2 separate regions of the Astyanax mexicanus genome follow, and region 2 is linked to region 1. Evidence: chromatin contacts called from public Hi-C data. All regions are on one chromosome and are shown on one strand. Each heading gives the region's core, a stretch centred on a gene start, on an enhancer-like site or on the middle of the called end of the contact. The rest is flanking DNA. Distances are from core to core; before and after follow the strand shown.

Region 1 (5,124 bases), core at 2,538-5,037:
GATACCCACAGCTCTCCCTCTGACTGGAGCTTCTGCCCCTCTCTGCAGCTGGGTGGGGTATGAGCACCCCTCTTTTCAGGGTCAGCAGTTCGTGCTGGAGCGAGGCGAGTATCCTCAGTGTGATGCCTTTGGGGGAAGCAACGCTTATCACATCGAGAGGATGACCTCCTTCAGGCCCATCTCCTGTGCCGTAAGTGTCCAGAACATCACCATCACTCAGATCAAAACTGCAGCAGAAACAAAAGAGTCTGAGATAAAACTTACAACAATCAATAGATCCAAAATAAGTGATCACAAATACAATATTACAATAAATACAACCAGTAAAAAACAGAAGAAGACAGTGAAGTGCTTCTTCACTAGAGAGAATGCTCATGGTAAGGCCAGGTGAATTATGGGAGTTGTAGTGAGGGCTGATTGATAGTTGGTGCAGGTGAATTATGGGAGTTGTAGTGAGGGCTGATAAGGGCCACTCACATGACCCAGCTCAGTGCAGTGCTCTTTAGTTTCTAAGGTTAGTGTATCTGTATTATTTCTGTGGAACTGATGTAAATTACTTTCTTCAGCACAGTTGCTTCCGACCGCTCGATCTGATTACCTAATCTGATTGCTTTTAGTGGTTATTTATTATCTGATATAAGCCGCTCTTACAGCAGGCCTCTAAAATCTACCCACTAATAAGCATCAACAGTGGCTACTTTGCTCTATACTGAAATAAGATACAGTAAAAATATTATATGACAATATTTAAAGACATTTTTAAAATACACAATATTAATCTTGATACAAATGTTTGCAGTAGAAGTGCATCACTATTTATATACTCTCACACACCGAGTACCACAATTCAATTTAAAATGTTCTGCACTCAGAACTCAGAACAAGACTCTTTCTGTTTCTGATCCAACAGAACCACAGGGAGTGCAGGATGACCATCTACGAGAGGGAGAACTACCTGGGTCGTAAGGGCGAGCTCAGCGATGATTACCCCTCACTGCAGGGCATGGGCTGGTGCAACAATGAAGTGGGCTCCATGCGCCTCCACTCTGGAGCGTAAGCATCAGTTCCAGTTCCTTTTATCTCTAAATACCATCTTTATATTTATATTTTTATTATTTCTCCACCTCTCACTCATGATGTGAGCTGTGAATTAGATATTCATATACAGCACATACATTGTAATAATAACAATATTTTAGATATTTATAGGATAATTATAGTATATTTAATCTGTAATTCGTTATTTCCTCAGGTTTGTGTGCTACCAGTACCCCGGCTACCGTGGCTGGCAGTACATCATGGAGTGTGACCGTCACGGAGGCGAGTACAAACACTTCAGGGAGTTCGGCTCTCACTGTCAGACTCCTCAGATCCAGTCCATCCGCCGTATCCAGCAGTAACCCAGCCCTCACCCACCGCCACTGACCCCCCACACCCACCCTCAGCCCCCTGCTGCCCACACTGCCCAGTGCTGAATAAACCGTCTTTCTTAAACCTCACTGACCTCTGGGTTTCTGTCCGCTTCTCTACATCACTCTCAACACCAGTGTAGATCTGAACCTGCTGCTGAAAAAAACCCTAATGTTAGAGGAAACACTGCAATTCCACCTATTACTTTTTCATATTTGGTGCATCCCTCAAAAAAAAAAAAAAGTATTGATAAAAAAATATTACTTTCTGCTGGGCCTGTAACAATAACTAACATTAACATTATAATTTACATAATATAATTTACATAATATTTTTACAACACACTCTCCTGTTAACAATAAACAATTTTACTGTTGTTGTAAGACAATACATGTTATGCCACCGATATAACAATAACAGTTATTGTGACTGAATATTTTATTATTCATTTTATACAGAGATTTTTTTCATTTTCAGAATCATACTGTTATGTTTTACTTTACAGAACTGCAAGAATCACTCCAGGTTTAACTATTTAGAAGTAGATAAAAGTCTAAAAGATACATATTTTTTCTTATTACCTATAACTCATTTAATATATCAATACAATATTGAATATATCAATATTATGTTTAATTACATTTTGCACTCCCTAAATCCCTAACAGATCATTGTTTACATATAATCCTTCACAAAATAAATTATAGGCATCTAACATTACTGGCTCAGTAGTTGTGTGATAATACAGTTATCTTTAATTATTAACTCAGTATTTTTAATGTGTCATGATCCAAAAAAAATATTAAAAGAGATTTTACTGTGTTTTTAAACTTTGAATCGGATCAGTTTGATCTGAATCATAAACAGGGCGTGTTCTCACTGTCCAGCAGAGGGCGCCACGAGCAGCGCCACCACGCTAAACACAAGCACGTGTTTCACAGGGGTTAAGAGTTAATGCGTTATTATAAAATTCATAAAATGCGTAAAAAACATTTTAACATTTATTAAGTAGTTTAGCTCAATTTCGGAAATTAGTATAAGTTTTAAGCTGATGTATTTTTTCATGTTTTACATGTTTGTGGCAGTTTGTGGATTGACACCACTGTTGTACAGCTCTACACAATAAGAGTCCTAGGCCTAGACTCCTGACTCCTGACATTCACCTACACGTGTGGATAAATAAATCTCTTAAATAACCCCATGATGCAAAGTCACACATTACAGCATAAATAAAATCAAATACAGATGAAAACTGCTAACATTAATGAGGAAAAATGAAGCAAGCCCAGTTTTGCCAGATCACCATTGGCTGTATTGAATGAATTAATGATGTTTAAAGAATAGAAAGGAACGTTACTTTGAAAAAAGGTGCTGTGGCATAAAATATGCCACATATATCTTTTTAGGTAATCCTGCTTTAAGATGCAGACCAGATATTTACTAGGGTTTAGAAGTGAAGGTCCGTAATCAGCATGGCTTGTGAATAATGTTGGGGTAGCAGTGCTGTGTGAGGCTAACACAGGAGTAGTGATGCTATTGATACAGTAATAATGCTGGGCAGGGCTGAAGGCCTGTAGCCGGTGATCTGCTAAAGTTGTTGCTGTTAAACTTGCCTTAGTTTACCCAAATTTCAGTGTGCAAGACTGGTTCAGAGCATGCCAAGATGCATTAAAACTGAGACAAAAAAATCAGGATTATTCTGCCAGGATTATACTGCCAATTATTGATTGACGTAAGTATTGTTGTTTCTACATTAATATGAACTTGTTTTCTTCTGAAAGCACTACATTTTTTCTTTATTTTACCATTTTTTAAATGGTATATTTTATTAAATGGAAATTTTTTTATTGGTAATGTGGGAGAAATGTTGTCAGTTCATAAAGAGTTCAGAAATCAATATTGGTGAAATAACCCTGGTTTTTAACAGTTTTTCACAGTTTTCATGCATCTTGGCATCATGTTCTCCTCCACCAGTCTTACACACTGCTTTTGGAGAAGTCTTTACTCCTGGTGCAAAAATTCAAGCAGTTCAGTTTGGTGATTTGATGGTTTGTGATCATCCATCTTCCTCTTGATTATATTGCAGAGGTTTTCATTTTGGTAAAATAAAAAAAAATTAAGTGCTCTCTTATTTTGTTTCAAGAGCTGTATATATATAACATGTTAACATGATACACATGAAAAAGCTCTAAATAGGATCGTCAGATAAATGTAAATTATATGTAATATTAGTGTTTGTGTTTAGATTTAGAGATATAAGGCTTTATATTAAATGTTCATTGTAATAATAATAATCTGTGACTGTGCGAGGCTCCAGCCCTCCGCCCGGCGGAGCTCCAGTGCCGGGTTTTGCAGCGCGTCTGCGCGAGAGGAAGTGCGGCTCCCCCCGCACCGAGAGCTGTCTGTCCGCGGGCTGCAGTCTGGAGTTCAGTTCACTGAGAGCGGAGCGGCTGCGGCTCCTCCAGCGATCATCCACCCACCCATCCATCCACACACTGAGGGGTTTAGAGACCCGCTGAGGAGAGCGAGAGAAGCGCGGGTTAATGGACAGCTTGTTCTGTGTGGAGGTTTTGTGACGGCCGGGCTGAGCTGCTCCGGCGTGTGCGGGATTTGTGCGGTGTGTGTGCGGGGAGTAATGTGTGCGGACTGCCTCACCGCCCGAGCGCGGCTGCGCTGAGTTACACCGCGGAGTTCGGGGAGATTCGGTCAGGATGAGAAGCGAGAAAACCCGGGGCTTGTTTTTATTTTACTGCTGCTGAATTTACACAGAGAGAACTCTGGATATCTCACAACACGGCGGACTTTTAACGATATAAAAACTCAACGAAGAAGACCTGACTCTGCTTATATAAGTGTGTAGCTAGTTTTCGTTAGTTAAATTTACCCTGAGTTAGCTACCATGCTAACTACTAACCTAAACTAACCGCCTGTTATATCATATTATATTGGCTAAGTGGCGGTGTCGTGTGTTTTTCCTCTGAGAGCCAGAAAGCTAAAGCGCGCTAGCCTCGAAAATGAAGTTCCGCAAGAGTTAGTTTAGTTTTAGCTACTTTAAATCACTCATAACTTCTCCCGGCTGCTGGAGTTCACGGTTTTACAATTAAATCGTCTTTCAGTGTGTGATTAAAGTCAGTCTGGGTCGAGCTCGAGTCTGAGGGAACATTTTTTACCTCAGGATTTCTGAGGAGAAACTCTGAGGAGAAGCGCGCAGAGCGTTAGCTAGCTTAGCATGCTAATATGCTAACGTGCTAAGTGGCTAGCTAAACTAACGCTGGCTAATTTCCTTTTCAGGCAGGCGCCCCTCCTCCCCTCCCCCTCCTCACCAGGTAGTATATCGATTAAATCTGCAGTAAAATACAGTTAAACGATACCTTTCGATAATTATTGCGACGATTCAGGAAAGTAGAAACTTATTTATATACAGCTATAATATCTAATACTGCAGAGGAGACATACAGCTGTAGTGTGGTGGTGAGGGTGTAGTAGTAGGACTGCAGTTCTGGCCACAGTCGTGTCGTTTATTATTATTATTGTAGCTAGTTTAAAACAGTTTCGACAGGGACTGAGAGCTCTACAGTTTAAGCTCTAACGTCAATCAGTTTGCACGATATTTTAACGTTAGGTAATTTTCACAGGCTTTCTTTTAGTCTGTAAAAGTCAGTCGTAACAACACCCCTTTCTCTCTCTCTGTTGGCAAGGAAATGGAGAAGCTCT
Region 2 (5,358 bases), core at 1,979-4,478, 33 kb after region 1:
CTATGTATATTGTTTATTTTGTTTTATTATAATTATTATAGTTTTATACAATGTATTGTTTATGAAATGGACACAACAAAAATGAATGTTTCCTTTAAATTATTTTTGTAATTTTTAGTGTTTTGCAATATCGCTAAGAATTATTTTAGCACCATATCGCTCATCGTTACATTCCAGAGCTTAAATTTACAGAAGTTACAGGATTTAGAGGTAATATTATATATACTGGTACTTTAAGCTCCACGGCGAGTGTGATATCTGTGCTGTGATCTGCTGATCACACTGGGATTGTTGTGGAAAGAAAACGCAGCCTGGTGACTCCTGGGTAATGTATCATCCACCAATAGGAAGTTGTGAACAGTGTGAGGGATTAGACTGCATGTGATTGTGTTTCAGATTACTGTAATCTCATTTTGTCTCCTCAGATTAAAGAGTACGAGAAGCTGGACTCAGAGGAGGAGAGGCTAAGTCGCAGCCGGCAGATTTACGACGGCTACATCATGAAGGAGCTCCTGTCGTGTTCACATGTGAGAAAACTTCACCCTCAGATTCACTCCGATTAAATTTCTTTTTTTTTTATGTAGTGCCATGCACAAGAATTTTTTTTTTTAACTATTTCTACCCATTCAGGAAAAATTAAAAAAGGAATATTTTCTCTATCTTATAATTGATAATTTTTTGCATTTTGCAAGTTAGATGATTCCATCAGATTTGTATTACTAGATACAAAAAAATGGAAAAAAAAAATTGAAAATCTAACTTCATTGTTCTTGAAATTCTGATTAGGCTATAAGGCTATAATTGAAAAATTGGATGAAAACCTATTTCTTAGTCCTGATTAACTGGATGATGTGCAAGAAAAACTGAAATTTAATATAATCTGAAATAATCTGCCACTGCTGATGCATTTTGCCTGCACATCCCAGCTTTATGTTACTTGAGTTGTTTAATTGTTGGGGATTTATTGTTGTTGTTTTTATTGTCTTCTCCTACCCAGCTTTTGGGATGTGTGTCTTATGTTTTTAATAATGATTAAAATCAGGACTCCATCAGCAGCCGGAGTCTGAGAGAGATGCTGGTCGGTACAGGCGTCTGTTAGCTGATGTATCAGAGCCCGAGATGCTGATGCTGACTAGCGATGCTTTACTGATTGGCTGCAGGTGTAAGAGAGGCGGAGTCAGATTTCCTGCAGCTATATTATGGTGGATTAGGTTTGGTGGTGTTGTGTGAAAACATGATTAAAATAAACGGCTGCTCGTTCTGATGCGTGTCGTTTTTGTCTGCCGCTGTTTTTTTTGAGACGTCTGTTTGAAGCCGCAGGGCTTTTCTTCTCCACTTAATCAGCCTGGACTCCACTTAAATTTAGCCTTTTTCTGGACCTCCAGTCATGCGCTGCCTTATTGACCCTGTAGCATCCACTCTCCCTGCAGACGGTTTCTAAAGGAGGAAGGCTGGGTGGATCAACACAACGGTACCAGCAGCCTTCAGGCCACACAGACTGTGTGACTGAGTGTTTGTCACGTATTTAGACAGCGGCGTAACGCAGCTGAGGACGGCTGGGGAAATAAGTGTAGAGGCTTTCTCTGTGTTTACTGAAGAAATGCCTCCTGCTCTGGGTCTGACAGTGTCTGTGTGTCTTACAGCCCTTCTCTAAGAAAGCAGTGGACCATGTCCAATCTCACCTTGCTAAGAAACAGGTGCCTCCATCCCTCTTTCAGGTAAGAGACAGTAAATAAAGCACACTACGCTGTATGTGTTTAGGGTTTTAAAGCAGCTGTATGGTAGAACCGGGTGATTATTAGGGCTACAACTAATGATTATTTTGGGAGTCGACTAATCTGCTGATTATTTTTTCGATTAGTCGATTAGCCGACTAGTCAGTGATTATTTCTGAGATGTCCTCCATCTCTAAAAACGATAGAAAAAGCTGCACATTAAATTTAAAAGGCCTTTAATTGTCTAGATTATGTTTAAACATGGAAAGTTCTGATATTTAGTGATTAAATCTTTTTTCTGTTGAGTTTGGGCACTTTAGGAGACACAGATTAAGATGAGTGTAAGTGAGTGAGCCATTTACCCTCATTTATCTCTCATTGCGCTTCTGTCCCCAGCATTCTGTATAATACAGCACTGTTACAAATAGCAATGAGTCGACAATGAAATTTGTAGTCGACAATTTGAAATAATCAACATTGTCGCTCCTTTTCTCTCTTCAGCCGTACATTGTGGAAATCTGTGACAGTCTGCGAGGGAAGATCTTTCAGAAGTTCATAGAAAGGTGTGGCTTATATTTTACTTACATTTTACTCTTGTTGATGTTGTGTGTGTTTCTGTTGTCTTATCATGAGTTTATCTAACATTCCTCCCTGTTTCTCTTCCATACAGTGATAAGTTCACTCGCTTCTGCCAGTGGAAGAATGTGGAGCTCAATATTCATGTGAGTTGTGTTTGGAGTGTTGAGAGTGAGATTGACAGAATGATACGAGCAGCTTAGGCAGGTGATCCAGCAGGAAGTCAAGAAATGCTTAAAATCATTTATTAAATTATGAGTTAATGCAGGTCTAGTGCCTCTGCTCGCTGGTTGCAGTATGAGAGCATGTAGCTCCGCCCATCCCCATATGTTTTAATGAGAAAACAGCCCTGCCCATTTTCCGTGTAAATTTCTCATCTAAGTTTTGAAGTCTTTCCATCTCCAGTGTTTAATTACAGCAGGTAGTTTTCTCTGTGTTAATATTACCATGTTTTTATTATTGTATTTCCGCCAGAAATCAGTTTATAAACTTTTTCTACTATATTATAAAAAACATTATATTAAAACATTATTTTATCTTCTTTTAATGAAAACAGCAGTACGTGCTGACTCTCTCGGGGGTCGTACTGGAGCGTAGTAACTTTGGTTTCTTTATTTTTGATGAAAACTGAATGAAGGCGGTCTGAGACACACAGGTCTTAGGAAAGGGCAGTTCTACTGAATCCATAAGCTGGTCTGGATCCACCTCTGTTTTTTAACAACATGGCTGATATATTTTTGATTAATTTTTATAGAACAGAAGGGAAAGGAACCACTGTGTCCATGCTTACAGTGTACTGTCTGTTTGAGTTCAGATTAAAGCAGGATTTTATTTAAGCGTTGATTTAAACCCTCAGAAGTCAGTATTAATAACTCGTTTGTGGTGTTGTGTTGTGTAGTTAACCATGAATGACTTCAGCGTTCATCGGATCATCGGTAGAGGCGGGTTTGGCGAGGTGTACGGCTGCAGGAAGGCAGACACAGGGAAAATGTGAGTACAGAACCTGAATTAGGACAGACTTTATAAAGAGGTGGAAAATTTCCTGGAGAGAAATGGATTTTCTTACTGGCTGTGCTGTTTTGTGTCGGACAGGTATGCCATGAAGTGTTTGGATAAGAAGCGGATTAAGATGAAGCAGGGTGAGACCCTGGCACTCAATGAGAGAATCATGCTGTCGCTGGTCAGCACAGGGGTGAGTGAGGAGTTCAGATATAATCTCCTGAAGCAGCAGAGCTGCACTCTTCCCCACAGCCTTCCTCTAGTTTCAGAGAACAGCTTATACACTCCACACACTCCTACAGTACCAGAGGAGGGAAGTAATGAAGTACAGATACTTTATTACATTACTTAAGTTAAATGTAGGCTATTTATATTTTACTGGAGTTACTATTTTACATTTTCACACAATTATTTGAACTTTCTCCTCCTTACATTTTAATAAAAACAGTCTCGTCACTCCTATTTCACTTCAGCTGGTTTTCATTCCGGCTTCTCATCGTTCAATAAAACCCCTATCCAGATAAATCTCTCCATCCAGATAGAGTGAATCTGATTGGTGGTTGGATGTAGAGAAGTATAAACATATACCATTCTGACTCCCTATTGGTTTATACTGTGATCCATCACACCTGCACACGACCCCCCCACCCCCACCCCCCCCCCACACACACACACACACACCACACACCACACACACACACACTCCAGCAAAAACATAGCAGACGTATGTAGTCTAGTATGAAGATGATCCGTGCAGAGACTCAAGAGAACTCCAGACAAACTCCAGTCCAACTAAACTTCTTTAATATATTTACTTTCTACTAAAATACATTCATTTACAATCACCATATATGCAGCTGAAACACTAGAACAGCCTAGTGTGTCCCAAATTTAAAGATATCTTGTAAAAAATATTATTAGAGACCTAGTTGCAAAATATATATTGGTTTCTGTTGCATATATTGCAATGTCATGTTTTTCACCAGTGTTGTGCAGCCCTACTGCAGGAATGCTTGCTTTTAATACTTTGATTATACTACTTAACTAAAAAAGTGTATGTTTTTTATTGAACCTCTGTATAAAATCTCAATCTCTCTCTCTCTCTCTCTCTCTCTCTCGCTCTCTCTCTCTCTCTCTCTCTCTCTCGCTCTCTCTCTCGCTCTCTCTCTCGCTCTCTCTCTCACTCTCTCTCTCGCTCTCTCTCGCTCTCTCTCTCTCTCTCTCTCTCTCTCTCTCTCTCTCTCTCTCGCTCTCTCTCTCGCTCTCTCTCGCTCTCTCTCGCTCTCTCTCTCTCTCTCTCTCACTCTCTCTCGCTCTCTCTCTCGCTCTCTCTCTCTCTCTCTCTCTCTCTCTCTCTGCAGGACTGTCCGTTTATTGTGTGTATGACGTACGCCTTCCACACCCCTGATAAACTGTGTTTTATCCTGGACCTGATGAATGGTGAGAGAGTGACCCGTCTCTCTGCTCTGAGTCTCTGATGTTCAGAACCGCTCTGCTCCTCAGATCCGCTCAGCAGAAACGCTGCAGTCTGACAGGATTACGCTAATAAAAGCGCTAATCTCAGGCCTCCTCTGTAGAATCACGCAGGCCTGTACAGCTCTTCACATTTACTCCTGCTTTAATTATCACCCCGGCTCTGGACTCCTCAACCTGGATTACAGAGGTCCGGGGTTTGTTCTGAGGACTGCTGGAACTGCATGTTAAAACAATTAGCTTTTACTAAGAGCTCTTATAAGACTGCAGTTCTGTGTTTCAGCAGTTTATTGTGCTGCTTCTGACCTTTCTGTTCCATTAATCATTAATTAAAATCCTTAGTTTGACTTTCAGAAAACTACAGAGTACTATAAATACACTCACTGACCAAAAATAACACATCAGAGTAAGTAGTCAGAATGTAATGATATATTAGAGTATAGTACAGTATTATAGTGAAAGGGTGAGGAGTTTATAGTGGGGGAAACTACTCTGTAACTGAAAAGAGAATCTAGTTTAGCCTCTGTTGGTTCCTCTATGCTGGATATAAGATGAGATTGAGAGGGTTGGGTTTGGAGGTTCTACAGGTTCTGTA

What was found. Hi-C and Micro-C count contacts between places; a contact is called where the count stands out from the background.
Region 2: a contact with region 1 is called in a Hi-C map of blood, with 2.9 times the contacts expected there. The contact joins the enhancer-like site here to the promoter of grk3 in region 1.

Annotation. Positions count from the first base shown.
Region 1 is chr20:243,762-248,885 of AstMex3_surface, forward strand. It overlaps grk3 (G protein-coupled receptor kinase 3), which reads left to right and starts at 3,788. Exons shown (of 22, transcript XM_049468552.1): 1 at 3,788-5,124. It overlaps cryba4 (crystallin, beta A4), which reads left to right. Exons shown (of 6, transcript XM_015603804.3): 4 at 49-190; 5 at 911-1,053; 6 at 1,253-1,499. The coding sequence ends at 1,400.
Region 2 is chr20:277,538-282,895 of AstMex3_surface, forward strand. grk3 (G protein-coupled receptor kinase 3) reads left to right here. Exons shown (of 22, transcript XM_049468552.1): 4 at 426-527; 5 at 1,644-1,718; 6 at 2,217-2,278; 7 at 2,386-2,437; 8 at 3,190-3,281; 9 at 3,384-3,483; 10 at 4,652-4,730. Among protein-coding and RNA genes, the nearest start is that of LOC103022748, 24 kb to the right of the region's middle. Within about 2 kb of position 3,229, the one cell type or tissue checked has an H3K27ac peak away from gene starts, as active enhancers do.